4 separate regions of the Mus musculus genome follow, and all the other regions are linked to region 4. The links are chromatin contacts, called in public HiChIP or PLAC-seq and promoter capture Hi-C maps. All regions are on one chromosome and are shown on one strand. The core of a region is the stretch at or near the end of the contact, and the rest is flanking DNA. Distances in the headings are between cores, read along the strand shown. Region 1 has its middle 25 kb from the start of Gm30662. Region 2 has its middle 13 kb from the start of Mir1971. Region 3 has its middle 54 kb from the start of Akap11. Region 4 holds the start of Enox1 (ecto-NOX disulfide-thiol exchanger 1).

Region 1 (3,473 bases), core at 240-2,739, 1.2 Mb after region 4:
AGCTCTCTTGACCCTGTGGCTTCCTTTCCATGCTACGTCCTCATTTCTCACAATCCTTTGTGGCTACTCAGCACAGATAAGAAGTACAGGGAGGTAGGAGAATTCAGGCGGCCCTAATAGTGTGTTTCCTCCAATCAGTGGGAGCTATCCACCTGCAGCTGCACTTCTCTCTGAGCCTCTTCACCTGCACTCACTCTTTCCAAGGCTCCCTCCCAAAGATCAAACAAGCATCTAACCCTGAGAGCCCCCTCAGCCACCATCACCCTCAACGCTTACCCGTTTCCTCTTCCAGGTATATTTCATGTATATCTAGCCTTGTTTGAAGACACAGACTAGCACTTATACCACAAGAGAAAATATGACAATCACCAAATGTTATTTTTTAAAGGGAACAATTCATAGTCATTTATTTAACTTTTATAAGCTTCTATACACACACACAGCTAATTTTTGTTTTGTTGTGGGTTTTTTTGTTTGTTTTTGTTTTGTTTTGTTTTTTTTTCTTTTCTTTTTTTTTTTTTTTTTGAGACAGGGTTTCTCTATGTAACCCTTGCTGTCCTGGAACTCACTCTGTAGACCAGGCTGGCCTCGAACTCAGAAATCCTCCTGCCTCTACCTCCCAAGTGCTGGGATTAAAGGCCACTACCACCAGGCTAAGACAGTGTCAGATCCCAGTATAGGTGGTTGTGAACCACCATGTGGTTGCTGGGAATTGAACTCAGGACCTCTGGAAGAGTCGTCAGTACTCTTAACCACTGAGCCATCTCTCTAGCTGACTAATTTTAATTGTCAATCTGACACAGTCTGAAGTCAACTTGAGAAGAAAGCCCCTTTTGAGGATTGCCTAGGTCCGATTGTCATATGACCATGTCTTCAGAGGACTTTCATAATTATTAATTGTTGCAGGAGGGCATCCATAGCTCACTGTGGGTGGCACTATTCCCTAGGAAGATGTTCCTATGCTTTATGAGAAAGCTAGCAGAGAGTAGGCCTGAGAGATAGCCAGAGAAGGGGCTGGGAAGAAGGGCCCCTCCCTGTTTCTGCCTCACATTCCTCCGCTCACTTCCTGGAACGATGACTTCTGACCTGGAAGTGTAAATGAAAGAAAATGTTTCCTCTGCAGATTGCTTTTGAGTACAGTATGTGTCCCAGGAACAGAAAGCAAGCTATAACACCTGTGCTTGAACAGTTTTTACAGGGCAGAAACTGACATGAAGAAGGAACACTCGGGCACCTGGATAAGAGAAGGAGATGCCCACAGCAGATCATTAGAGTACTCACTCCCACTCCCACAGTGCCCATAGCCCTGGCTGCCCTTGCACCCAGTGTAGAGAACTTGAAAACTTGCTGATCCCCTTTCAGAGATCCTGATGTAATTGTTCTCGGGGATTCCTGGAAATTTGCATTTCAAGGGCTCGCCAGATGATTTGAGTAATACAGTAAGGTTTGGGAACCCCTGTCTCTAAGACACATAGTGAAAGACCACGACATAGAGAACTTAAAAGACGTAACTCTGCAGCTGCTCAGGAGGACTGTGGTTAATTCAGAGTCCTGAGGGAAGAGAAAAAAAACGTCTTCAGCAGATCTTTGTAAAGGAAACACTGTGGGATGTTGGCAACCACATCCTTAACAACATCCCTGCAGTAAACACAAAAATAAGTTCACAGACTCGCGTCCTGTGACATCCCTCAGCACTGCCAGGTTCTTTCCATGTGCTACCACATACTGCGAGCAGGTTCTGCTCACGTACAAATGTGGAGAGGAATTTTCCACTTTGGTTAGTGTATCTCCCCCTAAGGAGGCTTTATGCCATATCTTGGGATTTAAAAAACCTTCGGTTAGACACCGAGGGTATCAGCAAACATCCATCTTTGTCTGTTTCCTATATTGGGGGAGTTGCCCAGAAATGTGTGCCTGGCTCACATGTCCACTGCTATGGAGTGTTCAAAAAAAAAATCTCTAATCTATAGCAAAAAAATAACATTCCTGGGTGAACTCACATCAAACCCTACCTTCAGTGTCTCAGGAATAATAACTTCAAAATGAAAACATCAATGCAAATGAACGTCAAGCTGCAAGTTGCTATTCAAGCAAACATTGCACATCTGGTGGAGGGTGGGATCTACACGAAGCTAGACCACCTGCAGCTAACTCTAGATTCTATGGGACCAGAAAAACAAACTGTTTTTCACATAGGCAGAAAGTTGAAAAGCAGATAGTATCCAGCTGACAGTCACCTTCACACAGCTAATTCCTTCTATTCCCACCTAGTGATGGAAAGATACTCTCTACAGCTTTGAATTTGAGGAAATAATCGAGAAAATCATACTGTCTAGGACTTGGTACTAAAACCCATCAGAAGAGGCAACCCTTTGGGATTCTTGCATTTAGGTTCCAGGCTGGCCATCTTGCATCTCTAAGAGGTACAAAGCAAGGTGCCACCCAATCTGGATGAGGACATCCACAGGTCCTTCCCTAACCTGCCTCTCATGTCTCTGCAGCAGGTTGGGTTTGGGACTGTCTTTTCCAGAATTTGTCTTCCTAGAACACTTGTACCCAGCCTGGAGTTCAACGTGTGTATGTTTAGTAAGTGACTGCTCGCCATAGTTTATGATTTGCATAGTTTGAAATCCCTGATTTCTTATTGAGTTCAGTGTAACGTCAGTAAAACAGATAGGAGGAAAAGTTTCAGTGTCCAGTTCTATCCTCTACAAATTAATACACATCTCCAGGACATTGCTTATAAGCTAACAGAAAGAACATGCTTTCAGCATTATAGAAACTGAATAATTCCAGTAGACTCTGGATTAAAAAGCAAAAACAAAAAACAACAGCAGTAGTAAGAAATAAACTCCAAAGTGAGTTGTTCTAGCATTCCAGACTGGTGAATTGAAGTTCAAGGACACCCAGAAGAAAAGGATGAAAAAAAAAAAAAAAGAAAAGAGTTACATCATCCCATCAATTTGGGCCATCGTTCTATACAGTCTTGGCTTCTTGTAATCTTGCCCTCACTCAAGAGTACACAGAAAGCCCTTACATTACACAAGCATGTCGTTTGTCTATGTATCATGATTTATGACTTGAAATGAACCTTTATCTACCCTACACCCAGTTCATTTTCTCCAGTAAACTGCCCATCTCCAAATAATGAGAGTAGCTACCAGTTCCCAAGAAAAGCAGCCCTTTAGACCTGGTGCCATGTCAGAATAAGCCAGGTGTGCTTCCTTCACCTGACTCAGGAGTTGATTAAGTAAGCTCTTGCTCACTGTGAGACTAACGAGCCTGCCAGATTATTTTTTTGGGGGGGGGGGTTGGGGAAAACAGTAGTAAACTATGAATATGCTTCAAAAACTTCAGTGAGCATGTCAGAAAAACAAGAACAGCTGGAAGAGCCCGTGTTCGACATTTTACCAACATCTCTGCCATCTTGGACTTTGTCCTAATGGGCCATAGGTACCAATCTGGTATCAACA
Region 2 (3,462 bases), core at 450-2,949, 1.0 Mb after region 4:
GTCTGTGTGAGGGTGTCAGATCCCCTGGAACTGGAGTTATAGACAGTTGTGAACTGCCATGTGGGTGCTGCGAATTGAACCTGGGTCCTCTGGAACAGCAACCAGTACTCTTAATTACTTAGCCACTTCTCTGGACCCTAGATGTACTGTTTTGTGGTTATTTTATTTTAATGTACATGAGTGCTCTATCTGCATGTACACCTGCATGCCAGAAGAGGGCATCAAATCACATATTCTTTACTCATATTCTAACCCATTGTTACAGCTTTCTCTGCTTGCTTTGTCATTTGAGCCCTGACCCTCTCTCTCTGCCAGACTGTCCCCTTTGGCCAGTGGTAGCACTTCAAACTGGCTCTGGTATCCTCTTCCTAGGCCCCAAACACCCCTGCAGTTTGGGGTTAGTACACAGCAGTCCATGTGCTGACTTATATTGCACCAACCCCTGAAGCAGCAGTGTTCCAGTTCCTTACCAAAGGGAATTCCATCCATACTTATAATCAATTGACATTTTAAAAGCCTAGAAGTAGCTCAGATTATGAATTATTCAAACTCAAACAGCTATTTGGACACAGAGCCATGACAAAGCCGTGTCTAACTTGCAAATATCTGTTCTTTCTATTTTCTAACCCTTTGTCCTCGAGTCTGTATGAAGTTTCATTGTATTGATTTTATCATTCTAATGCCCTCCTTTATTACAGGTTCCCTCACTGGATATTCAATTCCCTCTGAAATACTTTAAATGTAAGTTTCAAAACTGAGATCAGATATGTTTACAACTTCAAAAGAGATTTCCTGGGCTGAGTTATAAATCTTTGAATAATGAGGTTTTTAATGAAACCAGGCCCAACACATCGTTAACAGTGGAGAGAAAATGGCGATCTTATAATCACTATTTTTTGGAGCTTAATGGAAAAATGCAGAATATTGAAAATGTTTTCTTATTATTACTTAATTTGTCAAAAACCCCACATCATTTATGCCACATTTTAAATGAGGTGGAATAGTTTTTAAAGATGCAACAGAGATCATTATAAAAAGCACCAGGAAGCCAAATATAGGGGAGAGTCATGGGAAGGAAAAGGCATTACTAAGCTCAATGTACAGTCAGGCGCCTGCAGCACACATCAGCTTAGTTCCTTACAGCAGTCCACAGGGGGACATAATGCGCACGTTAAAATGGGCTGGCGATAGGTATGTTGACAGCTTTGCCTCCGTAACCACCCATCCCTAGGCACCATCTGTTACATCTTCAGTCCTTTTTTTGTGAGTATCAGCAACAAGGGTAATTAAGCAAACGAGCGAACAGCTAAAATTGAAGTTCTCAGAAAGGAGAAAGAGTTTGCAAAGGCATGACAGTGGGGTGTCATTGTAGGATCAGAAACTGAACACCTGGAGGCTCTTGCCAGGAAAGGCAGAATGTACAGTGGCCAATGGGGGTGGAGCATGGGTGGAACCAAGAAAGCCCATGGCATCATGGTAGTTGTAGTAATAGGAGCCGCTGAGGACAAAGGGAAATGCTTCTGACTTCTTTATTAAAAGGAAACAAGGATGCACTCTGGAAAGGCAAAATGCCAGCTTATTACTTTGGTGGCGCACAGTCAGTGAGTCTTCGGGTCACAAATTTCCTAAGATTGGTGCTCCTTTTACCACAATTGGCTTAGCTGTCTGTGTGAACTGCAGTCGGAGCCTTCGTGTCTAGAGTGGCGGTGGCAATAGCTGTGCTTTGGCTTTGGAGCATGAAAGACTCTAGTGTGATCTGATTGAGAGCGGGGCTAAACGTCCAGGTTACATAGAACCAAGTTAGCTGGAGAGGAATACCAACCATGACTCCTAAGTGTGCGTGTTACCCTCCATGTTCCCTGTGCTGGAGCAATTACTCTAAATAATCTCAGAGTCTCGGGAGATGAACGGAAGAAAGCCCATATGCTAAGTGACATTTTTGATGGAGATGTTGGGACACAAAGGCCTTATGCTCCTTTGCTGGGGTATTTGATTACTTTTTGGTGGCAATGTCAATGTTTTGATTTGCAACGCATCCTCTATTTTTCACTTCTTTCTGTTCTCTTCTCCCCTGCACAACCACCAACCCCTACCCTAGTCATTCTTTAGACCTTAGGATTTGTCACTCTATTAACCCTGCAGTGTGACACTGACCTACTGTCCCCGTTCAAGAAGATGAGCTGGTTTGTGACTTGAAGTCTCACTGACTGTGCGCCACCATAGTAGTAAGCTGGCTTTTTGCCTTTCCAGAGTGCATCCTTGTTTCCTTTTAATAAAGAAGTCAGAAGCATTCCCCTTTGTCCTCAGTGGCTTTTACTACTACAACTACCATGATGCTCTGGGCTTTCCTGGCTCCATCCATAACCACTGTCCCCATCCTGGCCTTCTCTCTTGCTTCTCAGCCAGTCTTGTGCCAATAGCTAGCTTCCTGGTCCTTCTGTCTGCACCGCTGTCTCTGCTGTGCTATTTCTGGCCATACCCTTCCTTCTTAGGGAGTGTCACCTGTATCAGTGGCATCTGCATCGCTATGGGCAGACTCCTGAGAGAAACAACTAAAGGGTGGAAGGGTTTAATATGGCTCACGGCTTCAGAGATTCAGTCCATGCTTGGTCCCATGTGCTTGTTCATGGTGGTGGGATTGTATGACAGGGGTGCTATTCATGGCTGACCAAGAAGCAGAGAAGAAAAAAGAAGAGGCCAAGGATAATACAGCACCAAGAATCTTCCCTAGTGACCTACTCCATCAGCTTGGGTTCTCCCAAAACAGCACCACCGAGAGAGGACCAAGTATTCAAAATGTGAGCCATATCTTAAAGGAAGTAGAGTGGGCAGTTCAGGTCAAGTCCTAATTAGAGCCACAACATTGACCTTCACAAGTTTGGGTACCATTGTACTTAGACTTTGGCTTTTATCGTCTAGCAGGACTTCACCCCTACCAGCTGAGCTGTTGGCCTATTGTGTCCCTGTATCCTATTGTCTGTCTTGGGTTTTCTACAATGTCCTTCAGATGCTTACTCTCATCTTTGAAGTTCCACTCCAGTTGAAAACCATTGTTGCCTGAACCATGGTCATGACTGAGGCTCTTACCTAGTACCTAGTACCTAGTATAAGTTGCTAGCTGAATGTGGGTTCATAGCAAGTCACGTTCAAGAAATGCAGAGGGACTCAAAAGATTGGGTGTCCCAGCTGAGGCTGGTGGCACAAAACTGTCCCAAATTCATGGGCTCTTAAAATAGTTCCAATTAGTTTCAGCTCCCTGAGCAGACTCGGAGGCACAGTAATAAGCCCAACGATGTTTTCACACTGATTTAGCTAATAGATGTCAAGCTATTTGCTCTCGGCACCTTATTGATTAAGGCAGAAAAGGAGAACAGTGAAGAATCTGCGTTAAAATGCAATTCCATCAAGAAGGAATGCTCCTGGGTGGGAGGTGTTAGGTTTAAAGAAAAGGAATACTAGCTA
Region 3 (3,244 bases), core at 279-2,778, 1.3 Mb after region 4:
TGCTCTTGTTGACTCAAAGCCTTCCTCGGCCTTCACAGCTAGGTATCACATCCCTCTCCATCCTTGGTTTTTCAATCACACAGCGCAAAGCCCAGACCTGGTTAAGGCTCTCCCAATTTCAGGAGATTCATTGAACTCTCATAGATAGTTCAGGTTCAGTTCCCCCTGTCAGGGCCCTTAACTCCATGACATGTGAAAGCAGAAGGATCAGGAGTTCGAGACCACTCTCATCTACAGTCGGCTGGAGATCAACCTGGGCTACACGGTGCTCCATCTCAAGAAAAAATAAGTAAATGAAGGCAGGGTATGGTAGTGCATACCTTTAATCCCAGCACCGAGGGGGCAGAGCCACTGGCTCTGAGGCCATTCAGGTCCATAAAATGAGTTCCAGGTCAGTTGGGGCTACATGGAAAAATTTTTATCTCAAAAAAACCAAAAATAAATAAATAAATAAATCTTTGCCATGGAAGGTAGCAGAGTCAAAGATTCCAGGGTTATGTATTTGGGCATATTAGAGGCAAACATTATTCTGCCAACTACAAATAATGTTCTGTTTTAACTTATTTGCATTATAAAGAGTGATGGCTCAGTGGGTAAAGGTATTTGACACCAAGTCTGGTGACCTGAGTTCAATCCCCAGTTCCCACACAGGAGGAGGGAACAATTATTGTCAGCTGTCCTTTGACTTCCACATACTTGCACACATACAAATTTTAAAAATGTAGTAAAATAATGAAAAATATAAGTGCTAAACTCAAGAATTGAAATGGGACTACATGGGTAGGTACTGCTCTGTTCTCTTCAGCTTGGCTGGGAAGAGCAAAGACTCCCTGCTTTAAGTAATAATCACATTCATGAAGTTTTAACTATATCCCCAGTATACATTTCCCCCCTCCTGCATACTACTGACCAATCAAACAACATTTAATATCTTCTAGATCCCAGCATGTATCACATGCATCAGTCCTGAAACACATTTACGAGCACATGGTAAGATGAATTTGGACAGAAGACAATATTAAAGGGATCCTTATATTATGAATTTATGTTGAATCCTTTTATCGCGTTGGAAGTACATGAAGAATGGCTCACCTTTCACAGAACAAAGCCATGAATCCAACAAAATAATGAAGCAAAACCCAAAATGAAGTGTAGTTAAAAAAAAATATATATATATATATGGATATATATATATATATATATATATATATCCATATTGTAGAGGCCAGAGCATAAGTCATGCAAGGATGCAAAAGTTATGAGACAGGTTTGTCCACACTGCCTTTCAGTGCTCCTTATTGCAACCATGGATGAAGACTATCACCTGGACCATGGTTTTGGCTCCTTTCAAAAGCAAAGTCAAGAAACCAAAACCTCTTAGAGAAGGCACTCTAGCCCATGAAGGCCAGCTAGTTCCCTTCAGAGAGGACGGACAGACGCTGAGGTGCAGTGTGCAGGGTGCACTGTATCTGAGCTCACCTGACCATGCACAGGGCCGCTCTGACTTTCCCTCTGCAGGATGCCAGGCGCCACAGGCTGGCCCACACCAGGTGGTGCTGCTCAGGTAAGAGTTTTGTGACCAAAGCAGCAGCTCTGCCCTGAAACTGAAGCTGAACTTGGGCAGAGAAAAGCTTCCTTTTAGTAACTTAAGAAGAAAACGCTCCGATTGTGACTGGGGATGGAAATACGCCAGCAAAAGAAGACCTGAAAATACAGGCTAAATTAGGAACCAGCCTAAAGCGGGAGACTACGGAAGGCTCACTCTAGCGAGGGAGCTTTGGTGTATTGTAAGCCATAGGCTGTGCTGCGGTACCACCCTCAGGCACACAGGAACACTGCAGCTTCAGGAGCACAGTCAGCGTCCCGGCTGGGGCATGGCTTGGTTTGCCCTGTTCCAAAGGCTCCCTTTTATTACCCTGAAACACTATGTGCTCCCAAGTTGGTCACAAGTACTACCTTGAGTGAACTATGAAAGACAAGCTGCAGGGTGTCTGTGGGAAGGCAGTGTGTCCGCACAGCAGCCATCCAGTCCTGTTAGCTCTGTGACCAATCCATCCTGGCTGGAGGCAGCTAGGAACCACCAGTGAGAGCTGAGTGCCAAAATACCACTGTGGCTGGCTACCCAGAGTGCCAACCTCTCAGTTCTGAGTTTCACAAGCTAGCCTTGGCCATCAATCAGCACTGCTACTCATGTCCCAAGACCACAGTGGCCAGGGCACAACTTTGCCTTCTCGTTGACAAGGACAGCTTTCCTCTCCTGCCATTTTTTTAAAGATTTATTTATTGTATGTAAGTACCCTGTAGCTGTCTTCAGACACTCCAGAAGACAGAGTCAGATCTCTTTACAGATGGTTGTGAGCCACCATGTGGTTGCTGGGAATTGAACTCAGGACCTTTGTAAGAGCAGTCAGTACTCTTAACGGCTGAGCCATCTCTCTAGCCTAAAAGCCTCCTTCAAGCCTGTCTGTGCTGGCTACTTTTATGTCAACTTGGCACAAACTAAAGTCATTTGAGAGGAAGGAATCTCAATTTATAAAACACTGTAGGCAAGCCTGTAGGGCATTTTCTTAATTAGTGATTGATGGGGGAGGCCCAGCTCATTGTGGGTGGGGCCATTCCTGGTCTGGTGAGCCTGGTTCCAGCAAGCCGTGGGGAGCAAACCAGTAGGCAGCATTCCTTCAGACTCTGGATCAGCTCCTGCCTCCAGGTCCCTGGCCTGTTTGAGTTGCTGTCCTGACCTCCTTCAGTGATGAACAGCACTATGGAAGGGTGAGGCAAATAAAACCCTTTCCTCTCTGAGAGACTTTCACCATGGCGTTTCATCACAGCAATGAGAACCCTAAGACACTACCCAGCCCTACCACCTCTTCCTCCAACCCATTATCTTTACAGGAGATTTTTGTGTTCCTTCCAACCTCAGAGCTGACCCAGGTTTGGAGTTCAGGTCTCTATTCAGGTAGATGTAGGAGCAAGGCATACGGTAGAGGCGACGTCGTCTTGGCCTGTAGAAGAGGACTAGCAGCCAGAATGTGTACTCTTGTGAGGATGCAATTTAGGAAATATAGAGACAGTGTTTTTAATTTTAATAGTTTTCTGTTGTGGTTAAACCTCTTCAGCTTTCCTATTCATTTCATTTTTTTTAACAAAAATTTCAGAAGCTATCTAACATACCCATGACTTTATACAAATTATCATCTTTTAATTTCCAGGTTTGAGCCAGGTGTGGGATACTTCATCTTGAGTT
Region 4 (3,201 bases), core at 440-2,939:
TCACTTTATTTCAGTTATAGTTCACAGCTGTGGTATCATGGCTGGCAAGAGAGGCAGCTCATTGGAAGAGCCCGAGTTCAAAGGAATTGAAATTGAGCGTGGAATGTGAAATCGAGAACTCTTGCTTCTAAGAAGATGACTGGAAATACTGAGATTGGAGGAAGCCACCCTGAAGCAGCAGCAGAATTAGCAAGCCCCAGTGACCTTGTAACGTATGGGCCAGTGTTTAGTGCCTAGTGTTCCTGACAAGAGAAAAGCTTGCTTCTGACCAGCATCTAGAGGCAGACAGATTTAACACCTCCTTTCCTATCCTTTTCTGTAGAAGGGAGTGTAGAAACTGCCAAGTATCTGCAACTCGGTGACTTGGACCTTTTTTGAGAAGGTTAGGTGTCCCCAGGATCTTTATCCTTTGCTCAGGCAGATTATACCACCAAGTTCCTTTCTGAGTGCTCTTTTCGTGAATCTTTTGGTAAATTTGCACAATGGGTCAGTCTTCTCCTATGTTCCTTCTTTGCACTGGGGCCTGGCAGCCCGAGGGGAAAAATAGTCTTTCACACAGGGAACTGGCATACGTTTAAATCAAGCAAGCCTAGTGGGATGGTAATGACATTCCCACCATCTGAGTTTCTGCCTTCAGGATATGTGAAGCTAGAAAACAATGTCATTCATTCAACATTTATAGAGAACACACAGTGTACAGGGGCGCTGTGCAAGTCTTGGAGGGCAGGCAAAAGTGCAAACCCTAACCCGCTCTTGAGGATTCCTGCCAAGAAGAGCATGACAACTGCAACACGGACCTTACACTCCTGGAAGGAATTCTTGGGTGAATAAAGTCTGCTTATTTAAAGTAAGCATGGAAAACTATACCAACAGCTCGATGTACCTTTCAGGAATAGGACAGATAAGTGGGATTTAGTCATAATCTCTAAGGTGTTAGAGCGCTCGGTGATGAAGGTGTTCTCAGCTTGCTTTGAGTTACTTGTGTATCGGGACAGTTGGCAGAATCCTAACAAAGAGAGGGCCAATACTTCTATATGGAGGTGGCTAACTTTGAGGGAAAGTGGCTTCCAAGGAGAACAAAAAGGTAACATTTTCATCTGGAGCGATCCCAACCACCACTGAGGCATCCTAATACCCTGGGTAAAACCTCTGTGCCCAGGCTCAACCTTAGACAGCGCCGGGTTGAGCAGTGCATCTCAGCATCCTGGAGTCCACTGCACGCACCGAGTTCCCCCCCGCACCCCGGTCGCCTGCCTGGCGCCTTCAAGGTCGCCATGGCAACCATGGGGTACCAAGACCAGTCCCTGAACGTCCAGCCTAGAAATTCAAACTGGCAGCAGTGGCACGAGCGAGTCGCCTCAGCTCCTCCCCCGAGGGAATAGCGCGATCCTCGGCCGTGGGCACCACTTGTGCAGCATCAGTGGCAGAGCGCTCCTCCGGCTCCAGATCGGCCGGGATCCGGAGCTCGAGCGCGCCACGCCGCCTCTCATCTGGTTTCTCCGCCGGGCCAGTCGCTTCTTCGGGCCAGACAGGCCGCCCATCCTTTCACCGCTTTACGGATTTCCGGGGGCGACGAATTTTGCCTCGGTCCCTACGAGCATCTCTCCGCTTCGCTCCCCCGCCCCTCGCGACTCCCCCCACTCCTGGGCGCGCGCGCGCACACTCACTCACACTCTCAGGCGCGCGTGCGCACGCCCGCGCGCCCCGAGCCGCGGAGTCTCCAGCGCCCCTGAGCAGATCCCACTCTCCCGGGCGCTGCTACTCACACAGGCTTCCAGCCGCCACGGGGCGTCCTCTGTCTGCGGCAGCAGCGGCGGCGCGAGCGGAGGCTGCAGTCTAGCCGGGTCTGGCTGCTCGGCGCCCTGGACAGAGTCCGGCAGAAGCGCGATCGGGAGGAGACGCCGAGGCAAGGAGGAGCCGCGCCGCGCCCGGCGCTCGCTTGCCTCGAATCCCCGCACCGCGGCCCCAGGTAAGCGGCTCCGCGGCCCGCAGCATCCCCGGGGCGTAGGGACTCGCCGCCCATGGGGGGTTCCCGGTCCCGCCCCCGTCGTGGCCGGGGAACAAGGCACCGAGGGGAGTGGGCGAGGGGGGAGGGGAGCGGAGCTGGAGGTGAGGCTGGAAGGCAGCGGTGTGGGGGAGCCCCCTGCGCCCTTCCCCGACGCTCCTCGGGCTCCCGCACTTTTATGAGCCGGGGGTGCTCAGCGCCCCACACAGATGTACTCCGCTCTTTTTTATCGCTGGCCGGCTAGAGTCCGCTCGGGCTCCGCGCCTACCACGCACCAACCGCCTCCCCTGCACCTTGGACAGCGCACCCCGCCGCTCGCCTCCCGGGGACCGCACCCGGGACCCTGTCCTGCCCGCGCAGCCCTCCGGTTGTTCCGTTCTTCCCATAGTGTCCTCCTCCTGTCTTGCATAGCATCTCCCTGCCTTGGCGTTCTCTACTCTGGCGCGGGCCAGAAACTTTCCTCTCTGCCCGATCTGCGCGAGGTACTATTGTTGTTATTTGTGTCTTTCCTTCTCGCTGGGAACTGGACACAAGGACAGGTCTTCCTCTGCGGGCGATCGCCTGCCTTTCCCAGTCCAAGACCGCACTGGGCAGCCGGACTTGGACACCCGGCCGGCGCCTCGGCAGCTGGACGCCCGCGGGTTCCCCGCCTCTCTGGACACGTGCACTCCTCCCACGGACGCGGCCCCTCCCGGACCACCCTATGTCCTACCCCTGCATGGCCACGGCCACCCCATAGGTTGGACACCCGGGATCGCGGGCTCTGATTGGTTGATCTCATAACCCCGCCTCCTTGGAGGGGGTGGTTCTGGAGTGTTGTGGTTGTCATCCCGCAGCGAGCACATGGGGGAAGTGGGGTCGACAGGTGGGGAAACCCAGCTCTATGGCATACACATCCCAGTGTATGTAATCCGGCTAGTATCATTCCTTCAAATTGCACATTGTGCTTTACTCCCCCTTCCGCAGTCTTCCACTGTTATAACATTTTAAAAAATTTAAATTTTGTTGAGATTATGTTTGTTCAGTGGTAGTGGTTTTTAAAAGTAGCTTTAGGAGAATGCAGGAAACGAATGCACGAGAGGAGATTCATGGCAAACTGGGCTGCATGTTTGAGTTTGGTCCTTTGGAGGAAGTAGTGAAGGGTCATTAAGGGATCTGAAGAAGGTGAAGAAAGGAGAAGGGAAATGGATTGTTGG

What was found. Promoter capture Hi-C pulls out the DNA fragments that hold promoters and counts their contacts. HiChIP or PLAC-seq counts read pairs in DNA pulled down with a chosen protein or histone mark.
Region 1: a promoter capture Hi-C map of pre-B cells shows a contact between it and region 4, with 4 times the contacts expected there. The contact joins the enhancer-like site here to the promoter of Enox1 in region 4. A contact is called at or near these places in 4 of 39 promoter capture datasets (the 3T3-L1 cell line, the C10 cell line, pre-B cells and 1 more) and 7 of 115 datasets of contacts at active chromatin or transcription factors (the NIH/3T3 cell line, craniofacial prominence, embryonic forebrain and 4 more).
Region 2: a contact with region 4 is called in a promoter capture Hi-C map of hippocampal neurons, with 6 times the contacts expected there. The contact joins the enhancer-like site here to the promoter of Enox1 in region 4. A contact is called at or near these places in 11 of 39 promoter capture datasets (the 3T3-L1 cell line, the C10 cell line, cranial neural crest and 7 more), 1 of 484 Hi-C or Micro-C datasets (cerebral cortex) and 6 of 115 datasets of contacts at active chromatin or transcription factors (astrocytes, embryonic basal ganglia, embryonic forebrain and 3 more).
Region 3: an H3K4me3 HiChIP or PLAC-seq map of neural tube shows a contact between it and region 4, with 15 times the contacts expected there. The contact joins the enhancer-like site here to the promoter of Enox1 in region 4. A contact is called at or near these places in 10 of 39 promoter capture datasets (the 3T3-L1 cell line, the C10 cell line, embryonic stem cells and 6 more), 24 of 484 Hi-C or Micro-C datasets (the 3T3-L1 cell line, CD4 T cells, the N1E-115 cell line and 19 more) and 9 of 115 datasets of contacts at active chromatin or transcription factors (astrocytes, differentiating embryonic stem cells, embryonic basal ganglia and 6 more).

The regions. Positions count from the first base shown.
Region 1 is chr14:78,355,367-78,358,839 of GRCm38.p6, forward strand. No RefSeq gene overlaps it. Among named protein-coding and RNA genes, the nearest start is that of Gm30662, 25 kb to the left of the region's middle. Within about 2 kb of position 1,490, at least 54 of the 459 cell types and tissues checked have an H3K27ac peak or open chromatin away from gene starts, as enhancers often do. A contact at or near this core is called in pre-B cells, where this site is marked.
Region 2 is chr14:78,202,767-78,206,228 of GRCm38.p6, forward strand. No RefSeq gene overlaps it. Among named protein-coding and RNA genes, the nearest start is that of Mir1971, 13 kb to the left of the region's middle. Within about 2 kb of position 1,700, at least 42 of the 459 cell types and tissues checked have an H3K27ac peak or open chromatin away from gene starts, as enhancers often do. A contact at or near this core is called in embryonic basal ganglia, embryonic forebrain, forebrain and 1 more, where this site is marked.
Region 3 is chr14:78,481,068-78,484,311 of GRCm38.p6, forward strand. No RefSeq gene overlaps it. Among named protein-coding and RNA genes, the nearest start is that of Akap11, 54 kb to the right of the region's middle. Within about 2 kb of position 1,529, at least 144 of the 459 cell types and tissues checked have an H3K27ac peak or open chromatin away from gene starts, as enhancers often do. A contact at or near this core is called in embryonic basal ganglia, muscle stem cells, myocytes and 4 more, where this site is marked.
Region 4 is chr14:77,155,074-77,158,274 of GRCm38.p6, forward strand. Enox1 (ecto-NOX disulfide-thiol exchanger 1) reads left to right here and starts at 1,690. Exons shown (of 19, transcript NM_172813.3): 1 at 1,690-1,969.